Regions from separate parts of the Mus musculus genome. Here region 2 is linked to region 1. A link is a contact called in public HiChIP or PLAC-seq data. All regions are on one chromosome and are shown on one strand. Each heading gives the region's core, a stretch centred on a gene start, on an enhancer-like site or on the middle of the called end of the contact. The rest is flanking DNA. Distances are from core to core; before and after follow the strand shown. Region 1 holds the start of Rhog (ras homolog family member G). Region 2 overlaps Stim1 (stromal interaction molecule 1).

What was found. HiChIP or PLAC-seq counts read pairs in DNA pulled down with a chosen protein or histone mark.
Region 2: a contact with region 1 is called in an H3K4me3 HiChIP or PLAC-seq map of embryonic stem cells, with 44 read pairs. The contact joins the enhancer-like site here to the promoter of Rhog in region 1. A contact is called at or near these places in 4 of 115 datasets of contacts at active chromatin or transcription factors (the SCID.adh cell line, double positive thymocytes and embryonic stem cells) and 3 of 9 other capture datasets (adipose tissue, liver and pancreatic islet).

The regions. Positions count from the first base shown.
Region 1 is chr7:102,247,336-102,254,477 of GRCm38.p6, reverse strand. It overlaps Rhog (ras homolog family member G), which reads left to right and starts at 4,360. Exons shown (of 2, transcript NM_019566.3): 1 at 4,360-4,433.
Region 2 is chr7:102,286,095-102,293,236 of GRCm38.p6, reverse strand. The region is part of intron 1 of Stim1 (stromal interaction molecule 1); the gene reads right to left. Among named protein-coding and RNA genes, the nearest start is that of Stim1, 22 kb to the right of the region's middle. Within about 2 kb of position 3,991, at least 8 of the 459 cell types and tissues checked have an H3K27ac peak or open chromatin away from gene starts, as enhancers often do. A contact at or near this core is called in embryonic stem cells, where this site is marked.

The sequences.
Region 1 (7,142 bases), core at 3,111-5,610:
ACTATTCTATCTGCCTGGGACGAAGGACTCTACTGGGAAACTGGGCATGATCGTTGTACCCACTCTCTCCATCTACTGAGTTCACATCCCCTGTTAGTTCTCTCTACTGCCTCCTGTCTTCCCTATCAAAGCCCACACAATAAGACAAGGAGACTGCCTTTAGCAATATGGATAAAGAAAGTGATGAAGGGACTGTCTAATTCTACAGTGGGCTGAGATAGGCCAAGAGGAGCCCAGAGAAAGCTGAGTTCCCTGAAGCCACAATTTAAAGTTAGCCAGTAGGGGCTAAGACCGATTCTCAGAACACCCTGTGGGCACTGGCGAACCACAAAAGCTGGGGCTCACTCAGGACTAGAGGTGGGAAGACTCGATTGGAAGAGAACAGAGTTCAGGTGACATCACCCAGGACATTTTTATTCCTGTCTCTGGACCCTTCATATGAGCAACAGTCACCTTTAGCATTCTGACTTAAGAACTAGAGAAAGGGGGACTTGAAAATGTCACTGGGGTATGGGAATTAATGCTTATTTGTTGCCATTCCACAGGTGTTACTTCACCTGCACAGCCCCTCCAGGCATTTGCCATTCACATTTTAAAATGAAACTATGACTCAGAAAGTAGCTCTGTGGCGTACTCTTGCAATATTCTGTGCTTTTGTGAGATAAAGATATCTCTGTCTCTCTGTTTCACTGTATAGCCTTAGCTGTCCTGGAACTCTGTAAGTAGACCAAACTAGCCTCCAACTCACAGATCTGCCTACTTAACATGTCCTTTATTTATTTATTTATTTATTTATATACTTATTTATGTATGTATTTAGTTATATTTTATGTATATGAATATTTTTGCCTGCATGTGATGTGTGTATGTGCATCATGTGTGTGCCTGGTACCTTCAGAGTTCAGAAGACAGCATCAGATCCCCTGGAACTGGAGTTCCATGTGGGTATGAGAACCTGGGTCCTCTGCAATGGCAGCAAGTACCCTTAATCCCTGAGTCCTCCAGCCCTCTCTAGCCCTCGGGTCTCTTTTTTCCTAATAATATCAGAATAGGGTCTTGCCTGTCCCCTCTACTTCGTTGTTAGAATGTAAAATTATGCCAGGCAGCAAACAGATTACAATGAATATGCACTGAGGGGGCTGAGGAGAGATGACTCAGATGGTATAGTGCTTGTGAAAGCATAGAGACCTGAGTTCAAATCTCTCTAGCACCCAGGTATGCATAGCACAATGGTGTACACTGCATTCCCAGTCCTGGGGAGTAGGAGACAGGAGGATCCCTGCACTGGCTAGCCACCCAGCCTAGCCCAACTGAAGGTAGAAAGTGATTGGGGAAGACACCTACACACACACACTGAATTGAAGGGATGAGTGCAATAGTGTGACTGGCCAAAGGCCCTTATACATCACCACCATGATTTGAATTTTATCAGCTCTATTTTCTAACGTGTATAGTCTACCTCATCCCCACTCCCCCCCAACCCCCCCACCCCCCAAAAAAACTTTCAGAGACAGAGGTTGGCATTTAAGGTCAGCCACAGCTCATCAGGTGTGGGAGCTTAACCACATGAAACAAAAAACAAAAACAAATAAACAACTTCCCTATGTTCTGTTATTTCTAAATATCCAGGTTCTGTGGGTACCTCAGTTGTCTGTAAACTTATGACATATACCACTTACACAAACTCACCTGGTTAGGAAAGCTCATGAAAGACTAAGAAAAAGACTATGGCATGAACTTTCTTCAGTTTAGATTCTCCTCCTCTAAGAAGTCTTTCCATATGGCTCCACCTTTCTGCCTATCCTGTCTATCCTGCCTTATTGACCCTTCTCACATCTGTGACTCCAAAGTGGCTCCAAATCATCTGGATGCCGATGACCGTACACATATTAGTGATTTATTGAAGCAATTTCATTCCACAGATGTTTACTGAACACAAATGTGTGCTCAGACCTGCCTGTGCCAGGCCCAGTGGGTGGACACAGAGATGAATCAGATTCAACCTCAAAGGACTTAGCAGTTGGTAGAGGAGACAGACATTAGACACAGATACAATTTACTAGATCTCAAAACAGGATGACCTAAGTGATATTAAGGAACTATGAGCAATATGCTACATGCATAAACTTCAATTACTTAATTATTATTCTCAAGAGTGCATCACAGAAGGTCAGAGCCAAAGGGTATCATCTGCTCCAACCCCTTGTTTTCCAGTGGGGGAAGCTGAGACTCAGAAATGGGTAAGGTCGTGGCCTAAGATTGTTCTAGTCTGACTGGCAGAGTCCAGAGTTCAGGGTCTTCTGAAACTTAGTCCTAGGATTTTTAACTCCTCCACTGGATGCTTCAGATCGAATAGTTCTATATTCCATCAGACAGATATCTGAGAAAGTTCTCCCTCCTGGACAAAGGTGAGGCAAACCCAAGGCATTCAGAGCTCAGGAGACAGAGTGTGATCCCAGGTTGCCAACCCAGTCTTTCAATCTATTTTTACCCCATGTTCTTTCCACCCTGTTCCTACCACGATGCCCCTCAATTGATTCTCAAACAAACATGCTATTGCTTGTGGTGTTGGGGTACAGGCCTAAACACATGATAAGCAAGCATGCTATCTATCACTGAGCCTAATTTTCAATTTTTTTTCAGGTTTTTCTTTTTTTTGTTTGGGCTTTTGTTTGTTTGTTTGCTTGTTTTTTGTTTTTTTGTTTGTTTGTTTGTTTTGTTTTTTTTAGACCAGGTTTCTTTGTGTAGCCTTGGCTGTCCTGGAATGTAGACCAGGCTGGCCTTGAACTCGGGAACTTTTTATTTATTAAGGTAGGTAAGGTCTTATATAGTCCAGGCTGGCCTCGAACTTCTGAACCTCCTGCCTCCACCTCTGGAATGCTGAGATTACAAACGTGCTACCACACCTGGCTTGGAACGTATTTTTAATAGCTTCATTGAAGTCACTTGAATCTGATCCTGTTATTTTGGGGATTTACAAACCTCACTTAAGGACCCTGTTATTTTTGGGACTCACAAACCTCTTCCCATTAAATACCAAACACTAGTTCTGCCCTCCCAAATTTCCCCTAGCCCCTCCAATTTATTCTCTTCCCATTGGGAGGAATTTGCCTAAGGGCCAAAGAAGAAGTAAGGGGTCCACAAACTGCCTGTGCGATGAGAACAGGCTTCTGGAATCTGAGAACACTCGTTTAGTCAGTCACTGACCAGCCTGAGTTTGATTGTCCTAACTTGACTTTCTATACAGTACCACAGCACGGATACCTATTCTGTAATCTTCACATCCTCTGGGTGGAGAAATTTTTTTTGTTGATTTTACCAAAACAAAACAAAACAAAAAACTGATACTTGGAAACATTAAACTACCTGTCAGACCTGATCCACTTTATTTGGAGGTCCTCTGTAAGACGGGGTGTTTATCTTGTGTTGTTTTCACTGTACCTTGCGGAGCTCTGCACGTGGTAGAGCACCCAGAAAGTTGTTAAAAGAATCAAGACTGTGGATTCTCCAGGAAAACTGCGCCCAAGGCCTGGGTTAGAAGCACCAGAGGGCGCCCTCGAGGCCGTCCACTCGCCGGTCTCCAGGGCCCAAGCCGGACCTCAGGCCTGGGCGCGGTCCTACCGCTCCAAACAGCCGCGCGCCAGGGCGAGATCAGGGAACAAGAAGAGCCCCACGTCTTCCCACGCCCCGCCCCCTCCCCAGGGCCCCGCGGAGCTGCGAGGTGCGGAACCACGACACGACATCCTGTTTTGGGGGCCCGCGCGGCTCCGCCTGCATCTCTGCTGATCACGTCTTTTCCCGGGGTGCTGACGGCAGCTGCCCTCCCCCCACCTCTGTCTCCCCACCCTCCCCAGGGGTCTGGGACCTTCCCACTGCTGAATCACCACCACCCAGCATTCTCCCAAGGCTCAGGGCAGGGGTGGGGACTGCCCCAGCCTGACCCATTCCGGCTAACCCCTAGCCAGCCGCGGCTACCTCTAGATTCCCGGGCTGAGCGGAAGGCATTTCTCAGCCTTCCCGCGGAGGCTGCGGGGCGGGGAGTGAGATACTAGGAAGAGAACAAATGCCCAGCGCCTAGCTTAGGGCCCCTGCTGGGGGGTGGGGGGGAGATGCCAAGTGAAAGCGGGGAGACCTGACCTTGAGAGGCCAGACTCAAGGGGTCTCAGGGCTCACGGGGCGAAGAGTGGAGAGAAGCAGGGTGTGCGGGACTGTGCGGAGGGCAAAGCTTGCAGAAAACCCGAGGCTGGAGGGTGGGGGAGGCCTCCGACTTCCTAGTCCGCCCCGCCCCGGCCGGCCCGCCCCCGCGCCCCGCCCCGGCCCTGCCGGCCCGGCCCCCACCCCCCCACTTCCTCCGGCCTCCAGTTCTCACTTCCTTCTTGAGCCCAGAGCCGCCGCCGCCGCCCCCAGCTCCCCCGCCGCGGGGAGGGCACCAGGTGAGGCCCGGGTCGAGCCCGTCGGGCAGGGGTCCTGGGAAGAGGAGTTCAAGCTGGCCCGGACTGGGTACCCGGGAGCCGGGAAGTTTGCAGGAGGGAGGCCGAGGGCGGGAGGTTTTCGTTCACTGCAAGTTGGGCGGGCGCGGCAGGCCGGGCGGGGACAGCGGCCACCGCGACCCGATCGCTGGTGGCCGGGTTGAGGGTGGGATCCGAGGGACAGCGCGAGCTCCTGCTGTCCGCGAGGGACCACTGAGATCCGAACCGTGAGAGGCTCGGAAGTGGGAAAGCGCTGAGCTGTGAGGCTGGGACTCTGCGGTGGGGTGCCCTCAGAAGTTGTGGGGCTGTTCAGTAGTGTGTGAAAGGAAAGGGCCTCTGGGCTGCAGAAGGCGCGCTCTCTGCTCTGCAGTTGTGACATTTGTGAGGCTGGGGTTGGGGGTGGGGGGCGGTGTCTGAGGCCTCTGAAGTCTCACCCGGGAAGGTCGGAGCCAGTCCATAGCTGCTACACTGTTGCTGCTGAGGACTCGGTGGGGGAATCCCCATTCCCTCTCTGTATTTTTCTGAGCCAACCTCTTTATTCCTGTCCCATACAACAGCGGGTATTTAGTGAACACGTCTGTTGTGTCTATCAGACTCAATCTGGCCTTTTTTATTTTGAGGATAAACTGAGGAAGGAAAGGGCCACTATACCGATAGTCACTGACAACTTCCATGACTTTGAGAGGCAGCTGGAGTACTGGCTTTCGGTAATGATTGAGAGCTCTTAACGTCTTCTCCCTCACCTGAACTCCCCATACTGTCTTCCACATTCGCCATAGTGTCGACCACATTCGCCTCCTTCCGGCTCTTCCCCCAACCACATAGATGTACCCAGGCCCTGATCTCGCATTTACCCTGCCCTGCCTGTTGTTCAGCCTCTGACTACCACACACATATCTCCCCATTTTGTTTCTATCTTCCCTGCCGCCCTCAGTCCGTCTCCTTCCCTTGGTCTGTAATCTAGCTTTGGTGTCAGAAACTGCTTTAAACTTGCTGAGTTTGAGAGCCTTTTTCAAACGTCTTTAGCTTAGAGATGCTGGCTGCAACCTCCCGATGATGGAGATGATTAAACATGTGCACACGCCCGTGAACATGCAAGTTTTGGTGTTCTTTATCTCTTAGAGACAAAATAACTGCCCTCAGCCTTGAGAAGGCCCAGAGCAGAAGCCGGCAGAATGAAGGGAACCTGCGGTGGGTGACACTGTGGTTAGGCAAGGGGAAGCAGTCTGTAGCAGGCAGGGTTGGGTGACACAAGAATAAGATTAGTGAGAAAGTCCATGGGAAATCAAACTACCCTGATTCTTAGGAAGGCAGCCTAGGAGTGTGTGTGTAGTGGTGTGTTGTGTGGGAGGGGGGTCAGGGGGAACTAGCTTTAAGGTTCCTGTCTCCTAGCACTTACTGGTTCCAACCAGTGGGGAGAGTAGGTTGGGCCATTTGGCCTGCTAGGAAAAGGAAGGGGGCAGAGGCAAGATTCTGGAGGGAAAAGTGCTACGAGTCTAACTTAAGTCTCTACTGGTTTTTAAATTTTGATCAGGAAGGGGATGTGAGGCAAGGTGTTTGTCTTTCGTCCCTGGTGCTTGGTGGGAACTGCAGAGGTTGGGTATCTACATTTTCTGATGTGTATCAGAGCCTTGACTGGGAGTTGTGCTGACCCTCCTGTCTTTAAGCATCCTTGATGTTCTCTTCATACCGAGCTGTGCTCTCTATTCCCGCTCTCTGAGGGGCTTCTCCACAGTCTAACGTAGTCTGTCCTGGCCCCATAAGTGCTTGTCTCCATCCTAGCACCCCTGCCTCTCAGCGTTCGGATTACATGCTCAGACTCTGTTTGTGTCTGCCTTCTCTGCTCTCTGTATTAACTTCATTCCACGAGAATAAAAAGAAGTGAAGGAGAGCAAATGTCACATTTGGGGAATCGTTGAGCACAGCTAAATTTAAGAGCTAGGCTCCTTCCCTTTCCTATCCTCTTACCACCTCACAGTTGTCCCTCTCCCATCAATTGTTCCTTCCTCTGGGCCTGCCCTTCTCCACCTGTCTTTCCTACTCTCGTTTCTGGGAGGTGCAGAGGTTTGGCCTCACGGAGGAAATCCAAGGGATCCGTATCAAATCCCCACTCGGGAAAGGATGTGCACACAGCGCATTTTCTCGGCATCACAGCCCAATAAAAATCCTCAGGAGCCCTGACTCCTCACTCGACAAACCAGTACTTAATTTAGTATTCGGTCTAACTAAGCAACCCACAGGGCTCTGAGAGCAGAGATAATGGTGGCAGGAACAGGGGTTTTCTCTTAGGCAAGGTCTGGCCCCATTGGAAATTTGAGCTAATGGCAAGAAGAGTGTGACCAGGGTGGGAGGGATCTAAATGGGAAAATGCCGTGGGTGGGTGGGGGTGCCTAGGAAGCTGCTGTGGATGGTTAAGGTAATATGAGAAGAAATGGCAGGGTGACGGTGCTACACATCCTGCTTAGCAATCTGGGCTATGGAGTGTCACCGCTTCAGGGGAGATGCTAAGGCAGATGATGGTAGCTCATGAGGGGTTATGAGCAGGAAGATAGGAGAGGCTGTGGTTATATGGTTATATATGTGGTTATATGGGCAGCTGTGAAGATACTGGTGATAGTACTGGTGAAGATACTGGGTGATAGTAGCTGGAGAACAGGGAGTAAACAGGGAGTA
Region 2 (7,142 bases), core at 2,742-5,241, 39 kb before region 1:
GCCTACACCATCAGCTAAATCCAGATCTTTGGTGGAAGTTGCTTCTTCTAGAACAACCTCTGTATAACCCCACAGTGCAAATGTAACCTTCTCTAAAAGGACAAGATTCAAACTGTCCTACCAAGATTCTGAGAGATCCAGAAAAGCAGATGGTATCAATTCTAAGACCCTGTTTAATCCCAGGAGGTTCCCTAGAAATAACATCAATAGTTCTGAGCTCATGCATTAGAAAGACCTTGTCAGATCAACTCTATAAGGGTAATGTCTAACCTCACAAGCAGTTCTCCTTCCTCCTTGGTGCACCCACTTTGCTTTGTAAACCAGAAAGGGAAAATTAAAAGGACTATTAAGCACTACATGCTAGGCTTTATACAAAGTTGTTTTTTGTTTTTTCTTTATTTGTTTTTGTTTCTTACATTTCTATGTATAAGTGTTTTGCCTGCATGTATGGCTGTGCAGTCGAGCATCTGGTAACCTCAAAGATCAGAAAATGGGATCAGAGCAACTACAACTGTAGTTGTAGATAATTATGAGCTGCCATACTGAAAATCAAACACAGGTCTTAAGGAAGAGCAGCCAGTAGTATTCTTAACTATTGAGACATTTCTCCAGCTCCTAAACAAAGGTTCTTAAATATTTGGTTTTGGTTGCGCCTCTTAACAGCTTGTATGATAGCAAATCATAGTCTCATCTTATAAAGAAAAAATAGGAGTGTTCTTCCCAGAAAATGAGCTGGCAAAGTACAGAACCCAAGTACTAACTCAGTTCTTCTGAGTTCAAAGCTCAATGTCCTTGTTTTCAGCAAATATTTACTGACAGTTTATTACATCCTAGGCACTACTCATGGGTGAATACAGCGCCGTCTGAGACAGGGTTTATGGAGTTCATGGAGCAACTTCTCTATTTTTACCAGTTTTCTTTCTCCTTCACTAAGCAGAATAGAACAGATACTTACTACAGAAATGAATGCACTCCTTTCTCTCACCACAGATGCTGCCCAAACAACATTCAACAGTGTATCCATTAATTCTGCATCCTTCCTCCCACCTACGTCAAGCCATATCTTAAATCAAAGGCTTCCTTGAAATGCTAGCAAATCTGTTACAGCTACCCAGTAAGAATCTATTTATTTATGAAAATAAAAGTATTTCACGGCTTAAAAATACTTTTGCATATATAATTTAATTAGCCCTCTAAAATTAAACAAGATGGGCATTATTCCCATTTAACAGGCAAACTGGCTGGGCAGTGGTGGCACATGCCTTTAATCCCAGCACTTGGGAGGCAGAGGCAGGCGGATTTCTGAGTTCGAAGCCAGCCTGATCTGCAGAGCGAGTTCAGGACAGCCAGGGCTACACAGAGAAACCCTGTCTCGAAAAACCAAAAACAAAAACCAGGCAAACTGACACCTACAATGCTTAGTTACTATCCTATGGCTACAAAAAGTAGAGGAACTCAAGTTATCACACAACTCCCTAGCCACAGGATAAATTCCTCCCTCCTAAGAGTGTGTCATATACTCTTCAGTGCAGAGAAACCAGAGGGGTATTGAGTCACTAAGCCAGGTCAGACTTCCCATTATACCAAAATAAATACACAAATAGAAACAAAAATGTTCTTGCTAAGGCCAGACCAAAGTGGCACACATCTATAATCCCAGCACTGGGAAGGTAGAGGCAAGAGACTTCCAGGCTAGCGTTAGCTACATGGAGAGCTCCAGAACAACCTAGAACTGCATGAGACACAGTCTCAAGCTTTTAAAAATCTGCTATGTAGCTGGGCAGTGGTGGTGCACACCTTTAGTCCAGCACTCAGGAAGCAGATGCAGAAGGATTTTCAAGATCAGCCTGGTTTACAGTGAGTTCTAGTACAGCCAAGACTATATAGTAAGGGGAATCTGCTATGTATCAACCAGTTATAGAATTTACTTTGATTATTAATATTATATCTTACCGCTTTTCCTATAAAGTGTGTTTTCATTATATTCAATTATGGTAAATTTACACTCTGTTCCCAAAGGAACAAACGTTTCGTGGAAAAAATAAAGCACATTATTTGGGGAGTGGTAGCACACACCTTTAATCTCAGCACTTTGCAGAGGTAGACAGATCTGAGTTCCACACCAGCTTGGACTATGTAGTGAGTTCCAGTCTAACCAGGAAATAGACAAAACTCTGTCTCAAAACTGGAGATGGGAACTGGAGAAATGGCTCAGCAATTAAGAGCACTTGTTGCTCTTTCAAAGGACCAGAATTCGGTTCCCAGCACCCACTTCAGGAAGTTCATAACCATCTGTAACTCTAGCTCCATCAAAGTTGATACCACTGGCCCCTGAGGACATATGGACTCATGTGTACACACACACACACACACACACACACACATACACACACACCCTACACATAAATAAACCTTTTTTGAAAAGCATATAACCTATTTGTACTTAAAAATGCAAAATAAATACTTTTATAGTTATTTTTCCAGTCATTGAGAAAGAAAATTTGACTTATTTTAAAAATGACATTACACAAGCTTTCCTCTTCCAGGAAAGTCCATTTATTGTGTGAAGTGATGCATTTCAGAGGGCAAATGTTACAAAAAGTATGTCCCAAATGCTGGGTAAATAATGCAATATGTCTTTGCAAAAAAAAAAAAAAATGTAAGTAAATAAAAGCAACAAACACCACAGTCAGCAGACATATCCCAGATACTAAAGCTTAATTTTATTTTTCTACCCATACACCACTAAACCTAGTTCTACTGGTTCCAAAGGCAACTTTAAAGTCAAACACCGGGGCTGGCGAGATGGCTCAGAGGGTAAGAGTGCACTGCACCCAGTATAAAACAGCACACTGATTGCTCTTCCAACGGTCCTGAGTTCAAATCCCAGCAACCACATGCTGGCTCACAACCACCCATAATGAGATCTGATGCTCTCTTCTGGTGCCTCTTCTGGTAACACTGAAGTCAGCTACAGTGTACTTATGTATAATAATAAATAACTTCCTGGGCCAGAGCAGGAAAGGGACTGAACGAGCTGAGCGAGTGGGGCTGGAGTGAACCCCAACCACATGAAGGTTCACAACCATCTGTACAGCTACAGTGTACTCACATACATAAAATAAATCAATCTTTAAAGCCAAACACCATGAAAAATAACATGACGGAAGTGATGAAGGAATAGGAGCAGTAAGATAAGGAAAAAGAGGAATCAGTTCTTAACCTTAGAAACTAGAGACGACTACCTGAAAGTGAGAACTTAGCCACGCTTAGAAGGGTAGAAGGATATGAAGACAAGCACGGTGGTAAGCATGCAGTCCTAGCTACTTGGGAGGCTGGGAGATAAGAGTCATTGAGCCTAGGAGTTCAAGATCAACCTGAGCAACTGACTACAGGGCAACAGTAAAGCATGATGCCATTTATGCGACCTGAGGAAAGTAACCAGACGTCTAAGCGATATCTCAATTCTGATTTAATTGATAACAAGCTGTAATGACCATCAGATAAGTTCTTCTCTGTTGCAGGTTTTCCCCTGTCCAATCACATTAGGGCAGTGGCAGGCCTGTGATTGGACAGGAAAAGAGAGGCGGAGCTAGGAGTTGGGAGAGACAGAGAGGTAGCATGAGGAGAAGGGGGAGAAGCCAACATGGAGGCAGACGGACAGGAAAAAGATCCTGATCCTTCGTGGTTTTAAACAACCACAAGTAGCTAAGATTTTCACAAGGTTAGAATAATTGGGGTAAAGCTTTTATCATTATCAATTGGCTCTGAAATTACCGTATTGGCATCTTGTAAATTGTGTTCTTATCGTTATATAAATCTGATTGGATAATTAAGCTTTAAGAGTCTTGTTTCTACCGGGCAATTAGGTGTTGAGATGGCTGATCGTGGGGTGTGTGGGGCGCAGCGTGAGCGAGGGTAACTCTGGGGGTAGGGGGGGCATCTGAGAGGTGGCCTGGTGGGAGCACTATGGCCACCAGGGGCCCGAGAGATGGTGGGCCAAGAAAGTTAGTGAGATCACCTGGCACTGCGGTTGGAGCGCGGGAGCGTGGTCTGGTTCCACTGAGAGTTGGTGGGTTTGTTTTTTTTTTTTTTTTTTAATATTTCCCACAACACTTCTCCTCAGAATCCATTTCCTCGTCTGTAACACAGGCATCGCAAAGTACACCTCAAAAATTAGTTGTATAAAACCTGATCTGGCACATGGTAGGACTAAATCCTTTCCTTATCCCCTTTTTTAGTTAGAACAGAACACACATCAGGGAATGATACCCCAGGGTAAGAGAAATTACTTGCCAACTAACAGAATAAAGACATCGGTGTTGGGAAGAGACAAAACAAAATAAGAAATCAACCTCAGGGGCATCTTAGGAGTCCTAAAATAGCAAATCCAGGACATATCCAAGTCTCAGCACACATTTCATTCTACTACCAGATGTCTTTCAGCCTATACTGCGCAAATAATACATCATAATATTTAGTACATGGAGAAATGGGAACCCACTCCTCTGTTCCTCAAGAAAGGCAGTCTTATGGCAACTGCTAGAACTCCAGGCAGCTGAGACAAAACCTAGTGCAAGGGAAGTATTGAGTCCAGCTGCCAATGTATTTTAATTAGTTCAACCTTAAAAGTCTATAACCATAGGAGATTTAAAAGGCCCCCAGGGAACCCCTCTGCCCTTCACAGAGTTCTGCCAATTAGATCTATTCAAGTGCCCTAATTTTCATCACTGAATTCTTTGGGGAATCAGACTCACCAAGTTGCAAGTTCTTTCTGAGAGTATAGCTCAAATGTTCAACTCAGAAAAACAGCTGTGTACAAGCTACCAGACAGACAGTAGTATCTAGTATATCCTGTGATTCTGACACCCATTATGTACAGATAAATTTAGCTAACAGAACTGTTCTCCCCAAACCCAGAGTCCTACTATAACCCATTCTCATAAAAACTATATCCCAACCTAATTCATGCTAGAATGCAAGGAAGACAAAGTTTTGATCCCTCAGTTCAAGAGTAACTTCATCACAATAATACTTGCATTTTTAAATATTTATATTAATTAATGGATCTTACTATTTTAAAAATATAAGTACTTGCACTCGCGCGCGCGCGTGTGTGTGTGTGTGTGTGTGTGTGTGTTTGTGTGTGTGTGTTTATTTGTTTGTTTAAGATAGTCTCTTGAGCTGGAGAGATGGCTCAGCGGTTAAGAGTACTGATTGCTCTTGCAGAGGTCCTGAGTTCAATTCCCAGCAACCACATGGTAGCTCGAAATCTGTAATGGGAAGCAATGCCCTCTTCTAGTGGGTCTGAAGGAAGCCACAGAGTACTCACATACATAAAATAAACAAATCTTTAAAAAAAAAAAAAAAGACATAGTCTCTCTGTATAACCCTGGCTGTCCTGGAACTCACCATGTAGACCTAGCTGGCCTTGAACTCACAGAGTTCCACTGTCTCTGCCTCCTAGGTGCTGGGATTAAAGGTCTGTACCACCATACCTGGTCATACATGCTTTATACTTTTTATTTATGAGTGTGTATATGTGTTGAGTGTGTTGGAGCCTGTGCAGAGATCAGAAGACAACTCTGTGCAGTTGGTTATTTCCTGCCACTTTCACGTGGATCGAAACTAAGGTCCGCAAGCTTGCACAGTAAGTGCTTTCCTACGGAGCCATCTCATTGGCCCAATGCTTATATTTAAAGGAGGGAGGGAGGGAAGATCCTCAGAAAAAGAAGTGATTTTAAAACTCAAAAGACAGCCGGGCATGGTGGCGCACGCCTTTGATCCCAGCACTTGGGAAGCAGAGGTAGGCAGATTTCTGAGTTCGAGGCCAGCCTGGTCTACAAAGTGAGTTCCAGGACAGCCAGGGCTACACAGAGAAACCCTGTCTCGAAAAAACAAAACAAAAAAAAATCTCAAAAGAGAGCTAAGGATATAGCAGTAGTAGAGTGCCTGTCTAGCATGTATAAGGCCCTGGGTTCAATCCCAACACCAAAAGAAAACAAAAAACAGACAAAGCAAAACCAAGTGTGCTAGTACAAGCCAAGTATCCCAACACTAAAATAGAGACAGGAGGATCCCAAGTTCAAAGTCATCCTCAGCTACACAGTGAGTTGAGGACAGCTTAGGATACAATAAGACTCTATATTTATCAAGTTAATTAAACTATTTTGTAGGCCTGTAGAGATTTTCTCAGTGGTTAGATTATATGCTGCTTTCAGAGAGGCCTGAGTTTAGTTCTCAGTTTCCACACTGGGTTCACTTACAGCACTGAAGTCCTCTCCTCTGCAACTGGACCAGCTGTAATGTCAGTGTAATACAGTCAGTCACTCTCCTGCTGTCAATTAAAACTTGTTTATAGACAGGGGTTTAATGCTGCATCCTTTAATCTCAGGAGTCAGAAGCAGATGGTCTCTAAGTTTGAGGCCAGCCTAGTCTACAGAATGAGTACCAGGACAGCCAGAGCTACAGAGAGAAACCAGAGAGCGAGAGAGAGAGAGAAAGAGAGAGAGAGATTGTGTTGGTTTATGGCTATAATCTCAGCACTTGAGAGGCTGAGGCTGACAGACTGCTAAGAGTACAAGGCCAGCCCAACCAACATGTTGAGTTCCAGGCCAGGTTGGGCTACGAGTGAGATGCTGAAACAAAAATAACAAATGAATGAAAGAACAAAAGAAAGGGAATGGGAAAAAGAGAAGCAGCCAGGTGTATAGTTTCTAGTACCAAGAAGCTAAGGCAAGAAGATCATGAGTTTGAGGTTAGCCTTGAGCTACATAATGAGACATTTTCAGACAGTGAAATGGAGAGAAAAAGTAAGGTGAGGCATGGTGGCATATGCCTTTAATCTCAGCACTTGTGAGGTAGGTAGATCTCGGTGAATTCAGAGCCATCCTGGTCTACATATTAAGTTGCAGGCTAGCCAGGGCTACATAATGAGAAAAGAAACAAAAAGAGGGGAGAAGGGAAGGGAGACCCAAGCTCTTTCAACCTTTTGCTGAGCATGGTAGTGCATTCTTAAAATCCAAGCATTTGGGAGATAGAGGCAGGAGAATCAGGAGAGAGTCCAAAGCCAGCTTATACTACATAATGAGTTTAAGGTCAGTTAGTGCTAATGAGGATCTATCTCAAAAACAATCAAAAAA